Linked DNA regions of Zea mays: all the other regions are linked to region 1. Evidence: chromatin contacts called from public Hi-C data. All regions are on one chromosome and are shown on one strand. The core of a region is the stretch at or near the end of the contact, and the rest is flanking DNA. Distances in the headings are between cores, read along the strand shown. Region 1 holds the start of LOC103631693. Region 2 holds the start of LOC100383320 (Glutamate--tRNA ligase cytoplasmic). Region 3 holds the start of LOC103631696 (pentatricopeptide repeat-containing protein At5g08305).

Evidence for each region. Hi-C and Micro-C count contacts between places; a contact is called where the count stands out from the background.
Region 2: a Hi-C map of leaf shows a contact between it and region 1, with 6 times the contacts expected there. The contact joins the promoter of LOC100383320 here to the promoter of LOC103631693 in region 1. A contact is called at or near these places in 4 of 25 Hi-C or Micro-C datasets (ear, endosperm, leaf and 1 more).
Region 3: a contact with region 1 is called in a Hi-C map of leaf, with 5 times the contacts expected there. The contact joins the promoter of LOC103631696 here to the promoter of LOC103631693 in region 1. A contact is called at or near these places in 9 of 25 Hi-C or Micro-C datasets (bundle sheath, ear, leaf and 2 more) and 2 of 3 datasets of contacts at active chromatin or transcription factors (leaf and seedling).

The regions. Positions count from the first base shown.
Region 1 is chr1:8,614,649-8,618,142 of Zm-B73-REFERENCE-NAM-5.0, reverse strand. It overlaps LOC103631693, which reads left to right and starts at 1,715. Exons shown (of 5, transcript XM_008652637.4): 1 at 1,715-2,037; 2 at 3,011-3,494. The coding sequence starts at 2,011.
Region 2 is chr1:8,947,449-8,950,942 of Zm-B73-REFERENCE-NAM-5.0, reverse strand. LOC100383320 (Glutamate--tRNA ligase cytoplasmic) reads left to right here and starts at 1,932. Exons shown (of 7, transcript NM_001361997.1): 1 at 1,932-2,093; 2 at 2,461-2,626; 3 at 3,289-3,385; 4 at 3,481-3,494. The coding sequence starts at 2,490.
Region 3 is chr1:8,915,622-8,919,115 of Zm-B73-REFERENCE-NAM-5.0, reverse strand. LOC103631696 (pentatricopeptide repeat-containing protein At5g08305) reads right to left here and starts at 1,667. Exons shown (of 2, transcript XM_020545022.2): 1 at 1-1,667. The coding sequence starts at 1,572. The coding sequence ends at 67. It overlaps LOC100281446 (vegetative storage protein), which reads left to right and starts at 1,778. Exons shown (of 1, transcript NM_001154364.2): 1 at 1,778-3,494. The coding sequence starts at 1,887.

The sequences.
Region 1 (3,494 bases), core at 466-2,965:
AGCACACACCCGCGTTCCCGGCCGGACGGTCAAAGGCGCGCGACGGAATCGCCGGTCGCGGCCCTGTACCACCAAAGCGGGGACACCCGTAGCGCGGCGCGGATCGGGCTGCCGCTCTCGCTGTTCGCGTTGCGCCGCCAGCAGCACGCAGGGAGCCATTTGGCCGGCCGGCCGGCGGTGCTACTTGCGCGCGCGCCGTCCCCGCGGGGATTTGGCCTACAGCTAGCCTCGCTTCGATCCCCTGTCAGTCCTGTCCTACTCCTCCTAGCTACCACTACCACACGCTCGTGCGACGCCGCCACGGGACGGGACGGGGGATCGACAGATTCTGCAACGTACCTGCTGCTGCAGGAGCGCAAGAGGGGGCGCGGGGTGCCCTAAACGCTAAACCACCGTACGTGCTCGCTTTGGCTGCTGGCGCCCTTTGGGGCTTCCTTTCTCCGGGACTGATGGATGGATGGATGGGCATTCGGTTCCGTTCCAGTGCCTGCCTCACGCTTTCGTTCCCGGCTGGCTGGCTCTCCACTTCCACCTCCCTCCGACCGCCTTTGTTCATGTTCTCGCGCGCGGTACGGCTCTCGCTGCCAGGGCACTGCACCTGCAGAGAGAGAGGTAGATAGGCGCTCATGACAGACAGACAAACAGACAGACATGAGATGACCCAAAGCTGATCGAGCACCCGACCAGATGCCAACCCCGGCCCCCTGTCGTCGACTTCAATTCATTACCGAGATCTATCGTCTTTGTCTTCCCCAGTATAGGCTTGGCTAGGTAACAATCACGACAGACACTAATCCGATCCCTCAACTTTATGCTACACGCTGACACGCATGGAGTAAACGCCAACATTCTCGCCGCGTCGAGCGGTTGGTTTGCTCTAACCAAGCTTCCATTAGGGCTGTTATCAACATCTGTCGGTTCATCACATCGGGCCGCCAGACGTACGTACGGCCGCCACCACCCAAAGATAGCAAAGGTCCCGCTCGATCCCGCGCGCGCACTTGCTCGGCACTGCCCTGCCCTGCCCTGCCCTTCTCCCTCCCCGGCCGGCCGGCTCCCCTATAAGTATCGAGCTCCTGCGTTCGCCATGGTTAGGCTGCCCATCCTAGCTAGCGGCGGACCGGCAGCTTCTCGGCTGCTCATATACAAATCATGACGACGCTCTTCGAGGAGGATGCGGCCGCCGGCATGCCCATCCTAGATGGCTCCTCCTACATTGTAAACCTCTCTCTCCCTTCCTTGATGCATGTGTGTGCCTGTCGTGTCCAACTATATATTTCTGGTTTCCTTCTTCGTTTTTTTTCCCTGTGTGTATGTATGTACGTAACTACGTATAGGTCTGCAGTTTTCGTCAATGAGGTCGTCGCACGATTTGGTCTGTCGACGAGCGACCGAATTCATCGTGCATGACTTCTTGCCAGGAATAAAACTGAATAAAGGGTTGTTTGAATGCAGTTAGTTAGCTAAAGAATTTGGTTGTGCAATTAGTTAGCTAACTATCAACTAATTTATTAAAAATAGCTAATAGTTTAGCTAGGTTGTTTGATGTCTCTAGTTAATTTTAGCCACTAACTATTAGCTTTAGTACATCCAAACACACTCTAATCAGTTAGTCATGACCTAAAATAGCATCATTGCGTTGGACCATGCATGCATGCAGCATTTATAGGATATATAATCCAGTTTTTGTTCCCTGACTTGTTGCTTCTTCGGTCATGTGGTCCCGACCGCAACTGTAGCAGAGAAACTTGTGGCATACGGTACGATGTTGTCGTCTTGGAAACAAGTCGATCGATATATATACATCTTCCTCGCACATGCCGCCCCCTCCCTTCTCCCATTACACCCGCAAGTGGATCGAGAGCCATTTCTCTCTTCTCAAGGTCAAGGATCAATATATATTGGACAAAGTTTCTCCGGTCGGTCGATCGAAAAGCTGCGCCGTGTGTGCACTAATCTGACCATCTTCTTCGTTCATGCATGCGTTGAAGATCATCGTTGTTGCCGGCCATGCTTCGTCCCGATGATCGCTTCGCTGTAATTGCTTCTCAGCTCTCGTCCGACACAGTTTTTGATCGCTCTCTTCGTAGGTTAGGTTTTGCGATGGTGTTATGAATAAATCCAACCCAGGCAATTTCATTAATTTCTTCCTTATTTGAGATCTCTTGCTAGCTGCCGTGTTTCTTACACACCTTGTCTCTATGCATCAATGCATGTTCGTGGGGTTGTGATTAAAACAAAATGGCAACAACTGGTACTTGTTTTTCCATAATGGAAGATTAAATTAAAACCAAAATCAGAACAACATCGAGATGATACAACTTGCAAAGACATCTACCAAAGCTAAGGGGGTGTTTGAATGCGCTAGAGCTAACAGTTAGTGGCTAAAATTAGTTAAGACATCCAAACACACCAGCTAACAGTTTAGCTATTAATTATTTTTAGTTAATAGTTAGATAGATATTTGTTAAGTAGCTAAATTCACTGACAATTTTTAGTCAACTAACTATTAGACATTTTTGTTGAGATAAGCACAACATTACTAACCATGTCTTCATTCAGATTTGGGCGGACCTTAACAGAGAATAAAAGTTGCTTTTTTCCCGTCCCTGCCGTCTACGTCTTTGCAATTTTATTCCGAATCACATAGATGACCTTATTTCGAGTAGTTCGCTTCGATGAAAGCGGCACGTAGAATCAAAATCGCACGTGCATGGTTGCATATCTCAAGCTTTTGACCCTCCCTCAGAAATTGCATATGAGTAGTAGCTGCACTAAAGAAGAAGAAAGAATAGTTGTGTTCTTTACAACAAAAGGTAGTGATGCGTCTAATATTCACTACTCTCTTTTTTTTGAAACGAAATATTCACTACTCTCACGACGAGTTTGCAGTTATTTCCACTGGGAGGGATTGAACTTCCTATAAAGATGTAATTCAGTTATTAGAATAAACAGTCATTTAACAAAATAAAACGACTCACATATTTGGTCACGCTCTGAAATTCTACAGGAGGAAATTTCAAGCCCCATAGCTGCTCATATTCTCAACTTCTACGATGGCGGCCTTGGTGACGACCTCTTCGAAGCGGCGACTACCGCCTCCGGTCCATTTCATGCCACCGATGACGATGTTTCTTCGTCTACCACTACCACCCCTCCTATCTGCGGCTACAGCGACGACGCTCCGGCTGCTGCTGGTGCCACGGCCTACTCCCCATTGCCATCCTTGGACGCCACTCTCACGGCCCTCCTTGAGCAAGAGCAACACCACGGCCTTGACACCGGGGACCTTCCGCAGATCAATGGCCTTTCAGAAGTAGCATACTACCCAACCGCCACCGATGAGGCCAGCATAGGGCAATTCAACCAGATGGGGCTTCCGGATACCTTAGCTGAACAGATGCTTCCGATGCAGATGAACAGCAGTGCATCCGCCTTGATGCCACTCACTTCGGACTACGATGAGTGCTTCACAGCGGCGTTAGCTGAAGGGT
Region 2 (3,494 bases), core at 683-3,182, 330 kb before region 1:
TACTACACAGACACAGGCTCAATCGGTTCAACCGATACATGCTGGTGGCTGTCGCCTGTCGCATTGCATTGGATTATCTCTCTCCCCGCGCTTCTACATATGCGTTGAACCTGGCAAGTGCGGTGACATTGTTCACCTGCATGATTTTTCACTCGATATGCGATTTGGAGGGCGTGAATATGCTATGCCCGCAAAGGTCGATCCAGTGCACCGACTGTTATATCAGTTATCGACCGCACAACCAATCATACTAAGGGTCTGTTTGGTTGGGCTGTGGCTGTGAAAAAAGTTGCTGTGGGCTGTGAGCTATGGAAAAAGCTGTTGTAGGTTGTGTGCTGTTAAAAAGCTAAAAATCGTTTGGTGGAAACCACTAAAAGTCGTTAAAATTTCTTCGATATATGTTTTCACAGTTCCATCCAAAAGCCACTAAAAGCAGGTCTAGGGGTGCTTTCAGTTTTGCACTACGAGAAAGTCGGCTTTTAGAAAAAGCTGCTTCCTGGATCCAGCCCTTTGGTTGGCTTTTGGCTTTTAGGGGGCAAAAGCCAAAGCCAAAAGCCAAACCAAACACACCCTTGATCATGATCAAGCTTTATTAGCTGCAGTCATCTTAACGCCGCGTAATCTTTTTCTTTCATAGAACGTTATTTAAAATATAATATAATATTTTATTTAAAATCACTGGATCACACAATGAACTAAAAATTTACATAATTCAAACAGAAAATAAATAGGAAAATATTAAAAAAGTTAAAAGCTACATATTTCGTAAAAAAAACTAATTCATTACTGTTACTCATCGTCATCTTCCTCTTATACCTTTTCTTCTATTATCTATAATCTAATTTTCATTGTTTGGTCAACCTTTTAAGATCAACTTATGGACTCTTTTCATGTCATCGTTTATATCGGTGGCCGAGCAATCCAACAACTTGGTGAATTACTCAAATAATTTTGGTTAAGTTATCCTCTTCCTAGCCTTATAGAGCTTGTTCAACATGTTTTTCTCCAATGCAGGAGACTAGTTGTTACTCGTTGTTCGTCTCTTCCCTTTTGTGTTGATCTCGTGCTCTATCATGGTCAATATGATGTGATGGTCAGACACTATCCTGTGATGTGGAGCTATAATCGCCGTTCAAGGTGAGATTGGACCTTTCGCTCGCGTAGTTGGAGACGTCATCAGTGTCGGATCTACACCCCGGGCCACCCGATCCGTGGCCCGGGGCTTGATCCATGTAACTCTATATAAGTCTCTATTTAATACGGCATAAAATAGCTAATATAAAATAAAGGAAAGAAAATTTGGTAGATTTGGCCCAGGTCATAGAAAAATTCTGGATCCGCCCCTGGACGTCGTCATCGTGCGCACCACTTGGGCTAATGACGAAGAGCATGCCATATATGCTTCACCTTGAAGTCAGTTTCGCTAGACTTGCTGCAAAAGCTCTCCTTTGACGCTTTGAAGAGCATAGCATCGTCTGCTCTATTCAGTCAGACTGCATGCAAGCGGTTGATCAGTATAGATACGGAGGAGGAGTATATAGACATAGAAATAGAGGATGAAAGCTGATAATTAGAGGATCAGGATAACATTTTTGAGTAGTGATTCTCTAATTATTTTATGAATATTAACTAAGAGTATGAAAGCTGAAAAAACAACTTATCCTGAATCTATAAAGTAAGTTTCTACAGTGACTTTAAAATTTTATACTAAAAAATTTAAAATTCGTTTATAGCCACGGATGATAGGTTCTGCTTGCAACAAACCCTATGCGGGCGATAAGGCCTGATAGGCCTGGCCAGACGGCCCGGTCCAATGCGACAGTGCGCCCAATACAGAAGCCCAGCACGTCGCTCATGCAGAGATCTGTGTAGTGCTAGACACTGAAGGGTTCGTCCGGCCATCCGGGCAAGTCACAACTCACTAGTCACCAGTAACTTTACCAATCCGCGCCGGTGGTAACCCTGCCTTCGGCGGCGGCTAGCCGGTATCCAGTGTGCGCACTCCCTCTATCTCCCTCTTGGCGACGACTGGGCGGCCGTCGCTGCTGCCCTACGCCGTCTTCGGGCTCTTCGTTGTCGACGAGCGCCACAAGGTACGCCCACCCTTTGGGCCTTGGCTTTCCTTCCTGCTGTGCAAAACCGAGCACCCAACAAACCCTAACTTACCATTTCTATTTGGATCTGATCTAGGTAAAGGTGTATGGGCATGTATTAAGCCTACAAAATTCGGTTGTTTCAATCTGGGTAGATGTGTACACCCATGTCATTTACTGGGTCGCCCTTGGTTCCACAGCCATGAAAGGCCGCTTTGTCAAATTGTGAAGATAATTTTGTGAAACACTTGAAGTTTCTACTGCTTGTATCATACTTGAACTGGCATACCTTGATTCTAATGTAATTTAGTTTATCCTAAATTGTTCACACTGTGCTGGCCTATGTGTCGATTTCTGCTGGTTTCAGGTTCCTACCATTTTTAAGAAAAAAGATCAATGGAGGCAGCTTTGTCATTCTCCAAGGACAGCCCACCAATTTCGATAATTTGTGCTGCAAAGATTGTGGGTCTACCCCTAACCATCAATCATAGCCTCGCTGCTGGCTCGGCACCCACCCTACAGTTTGCTTCTGGGTAAGTCTTTGCTCTTCTTCTCAGGTACAGTGGCGAGAGCAAATATATGGGGGGTGCACCTTCCTTGTGGGTGCATAGGGATGATATGTGGGTGATGCATATATGCTGAAAATTTGACTATCATAACTGATTTTTGGTGGATTTTTGTGGGGTGCATGTGCATCCACAAGGTAACATGTAGCTTTGCCCCTGCTCAGGTATATGCTCTGTTTCCCTTATTAAAATGTCTCTTTGGTCAATTGCTGCAAGCAGCATACCACTTGTATCATAGTTAGCTTTGGGACAGTTCATACGGGTGGGGATGCTGCTAATGGCAACCTCGGGTTGTTGCTTGGAGCTAGAGATGGCTGATGCACTATTGCACTGTTAGTTGTCCACAAATTATTGCTGCAACAGCTATTGTGTTTCACACAGTTTACTATCATCCTCAGGGCAGGAGTATATCTAATATGACATCTACTTTGCTATTTTGTACCTGTTTCTTGCGGGTCTGCAACTTTGTAATGGCAATCCCTGATACTGAATGTGTCAATATGTAATTTTCCAGATAATTGAGTGCGATTTGTTTTTATCTAGTTTCATTTCATGTATTTCTATTTGATTTGACTCACCATTTGGGAGTTTATATAATTTCTCATTCAACCGTTTGTGTTTGTGTATAGAGAATCACTCCATGGTGTCAACCCAATCATCCTCTACATTGCTAGAGGTGCATCAATTGCCTCCTTATCTGGAAAGAATGATATTGAGTTTGGGCATGTATGTTGCCATCAACTGCTTTTCAATAAGTTACTTATTGTCCTGACTATTTTGATATCCTAAATTCTAAATGGCTGCTGTCAATAAACTTGTAGGTTGTTGAATGGCT
Region 3 (3,494 bases), core at 418-2,917, 300 kb before region 1:
GAGAAAATGATCGAACAGCTTCATGGAAATTGTTTGTTGAGTGATCTACAGGTGCAAGCGCAACCATCATTCTAGCAGTGTGCACAGGAGGTAATCTGGAATAGTAGCATCATCCTTCATTTTCATCTCTATTGCTATTAGATTCAGCAACTCATAGATCTTCACTGAGCCAGGATGAGTCTTGTCCTGGGCAGTGAACCTGGAGAGCCCTCCACCAACATCAATCTCACTAAATCCAGGGACCTTTTTTACACCCCTATCCTCCATCACCTTTCTAGCTTTCTTTGCCTCTTGCCACCGTCTGGCAACAGCATAGATATTGGACAGGCCAATGTACCTGCCATCGTGGTCTGGCTGCAACTGGACAAGCCGCCTACCGAGTACCTCGCCCAGCTCCACCCATCCATGCAAATGACAGGCATTTAAGAGAGCACCAAGCACAGAAACACTAGGTTTCATTGGCATACTTTTAACAACACCGTACACTTCCTCCAGGCGTCCTGCTCTGCCAAGCACATCTACCAGGCAAGCATAATGCTCGACATGTGGTCTGAGCCCTTGCGCTTCAAGTGAGCGGAAGAACTCCCAAGCCTCATCCACTAGACCGCCGTGGGCACAAGCGCTCAGCAGACAAAGGTACGTGATCTCATCCGGCGCAACCCCAGCACGCTGCATCTCCAGGAATATCTCCACCGATTTGGTGGCCATGCCATGCACCGCAAGGCCACCGATCACAGCATTCCATATCAGAACATCGGTGCTCTCCACCGGCACAGCCCAGAACACCTCCATTGCCTCACTGATGGCCCCACACTTGGCATACATGTCAACGAGCGAGGTTGCAAGCCTGAGGTTCAATGCAAAGCCACGTTCCCTCAGGCACCGGTGCGCCCGCCTTCCGCGCTCGAGGTCTCCAAGCTGAGCACAGGCTCCAAGCACGCTCACCATCGTGACGTCGTTAGCCCTCGCCCCACCCCCACCATCCTCCTCCTCTGCTGACCTGGCGGCAGCATTCTCCATCATCTCGAACAGCGCGAGCGCCTCGCGGTGCTCCCCACACTTGACGCACCCGTCGATCATGGCGCTCCAGGACACCACGTCCCGCTGGGGCATCCGAGCGAACACCTTTCGCGCAGCGGGGAGGTCGTGGCACTTGGCGTACCCATCGAGGAGCGCGTTCCAGGAGACAAGGTTGGGGCGCGGGATTTCGTCGAACACTCGGTTGGCGTGGTCCGGCAGGGCGCAGGCCGCGTACATGTGGACGAGGGAGTTGGCGACGTGGAGGTCGGCGGGGAGGAGCCCGAGCCGCAGCGGGTGCGCGTGGAGCGCAGACGCGAGGGAGGCGGAGGAAAGGCGCGCGGCGGCGCGGGCAAGGAATGGGAAAGTGAAGTGGGACGGGCGGAGGGAGGAGCGGAGGAGGAGGATGAAGACGGAGAAGGAGAGGGAGGGGAACGGCGAGGATGAGGTTGACCTGATGAGGTGGTCGAGGAGCTGGGTGGTGAGCATGCGGCCGCGGAGGTGGCGGAGAAGGTGCGGCAGCGTCGGCGGGCAGGGAGGCGGAGGCATGAGCATCAGTGAGACCGTCAGCTAGTAGATAACCAACGAATACGCCTTCAAATCCAGCCTTCCCGGGTTGCCGCTGCTCTAAAACAGGTCATGCTCATACCCCGAAGGGCCAATTCGCTGTATGCCATTGGAAAATATACTTGTTCCTTGTGTGCCACTGGCCTCACATATCATAAACACCAAAACATATACCTATATGCCACTCAGTGGCACACAAGGAATGAATATAAAATCTGCATACCAGGAATTTTTCCTACCCCGAAACCGCCGCCACGCCGTCGCTGATCACCAGCGCCCATCACACACCGCCTTAGACGCCCATGCTCGCCGTGGCCGCGTCCCTCAGGGCCTCGGCCTCCGCGGTGGCCGAAGCTGGCGGCGACCCGGCCGTTCTTCACGCGGTCCTCATCAAGACCGCCTCGTCCTCTCGCGCCGCCTACAACCTCCTCTTCTCCCGCTACCATCCGTCGCTCTCGCTGCACCTCCTCTCCCACCTCCCGTTCTGCTTCCGCCCCACCGCCGGCTCGCTCACCTCCTCGCTCTCCTCCCTCTCCGCTTCCTCCCCGGCCTCCGCGCTCCCGCTCCTCCGCCGCGTCCTCGGCATGTCCCCTGCTCTCCTCTGCGACGGCCCGCTATCCTCACTCCTCCGCTCCATGCCGCCGTCCATCGCACCGCACGTGCACGCCCTCGCCTTCAAGCTCGCCCTCTCGTCGTCCCCCTACTCCGCCTCTTGCCTTATTACTCTCTACTCCAGAGCCCGCTCCCCGGCATGCGCCCGCCACCTGTTCGATGAAATCCCCGTTGCAAATCGGGACTCCGTTTGCTACTCCTCCACGATTGTTGGGCTCGCACAGAATGGGTGGTACGAAGAATCCCTCTCTGTGTTCGCTGGCATGCGCGCAAACGGTGTTGATTCTACCATGCATGCGCTCTCCGGTTCTCTCCGGGCAGCTGCAGGGCTTGCTGTGCTGGAGCAGACTTGTGGGATTCACGCCCATGCGGTGGTAGTTGGGCTTGATGGAAATGTGGCTGTTGGGACCGCCCTGGTGGATGCTTATGGTAAGGCTGGAGATGTGGATGATGCAGCCAAGGTTTTTGAGGGGTTGGGTGGTGACCGAAACCTGATTACATGGAACGCGGTGCTTTCTGCTCATGCTCAGCAGGGAGATGTGCAGGAGGTCACTGGACTGTTTAACCAGATGATGAAGCTGGGTTTTGCCCCTGATGGGCTAACATTCCTTGCTGTTCTCACGTCATGTAGTAATGCCGGAGCAGCCACTGAAGCCAAGTTTTGGTTGGAAGCAATGCAGTCGAAGTACGGCGTGAAGCCTGACCTTGAGCATTATACTTGCGTGGTGGGTGCAATGGCACGGGTGGGGCATCTAGAGGATGCAGAGAGTTTTGCTTGTACAATGCCATGCAAACCAGATGCAGCAGTGTGGCGGACACTTCTAATGGGCTGTGTGGTTCACCGCAGGGTTGACATGGCAGAATCCATGGGACAGAGGCTTCTGGAGATTAATCCCAAGGATGACTCAGCTTATGTCATGCTTGCCAACGTCTACTCAACAGCTGGGAAAACAAATGAGGAGGCTGAGGCATGGACTGCAATGAGGGACCATGGGGTCAGGAAGGAAGGTGGGCGAAGTTGGATTGAGGTCAGAGGGCTGGTACATGTTTTTGTTGCAAACGAAAGAAGGCATGAACAGCTGCTAGAAATATATGACAAACTGCATGAATTGATTCAAGAGGTAGAGAAGTTAGGGTACAAGGAGGCAGATGAGAGACTTTGGCATCATAGTGAAAGATTGGCTCTTGCATATGGGTTGATCAGTGGTGCTGCACCATCAGGAAAGGTGTTGAGAATAGTTAAGAACTTGAGAATATGTGCTCATTGTCATGAATTCTTCAAGTATGCTAGCATGGTG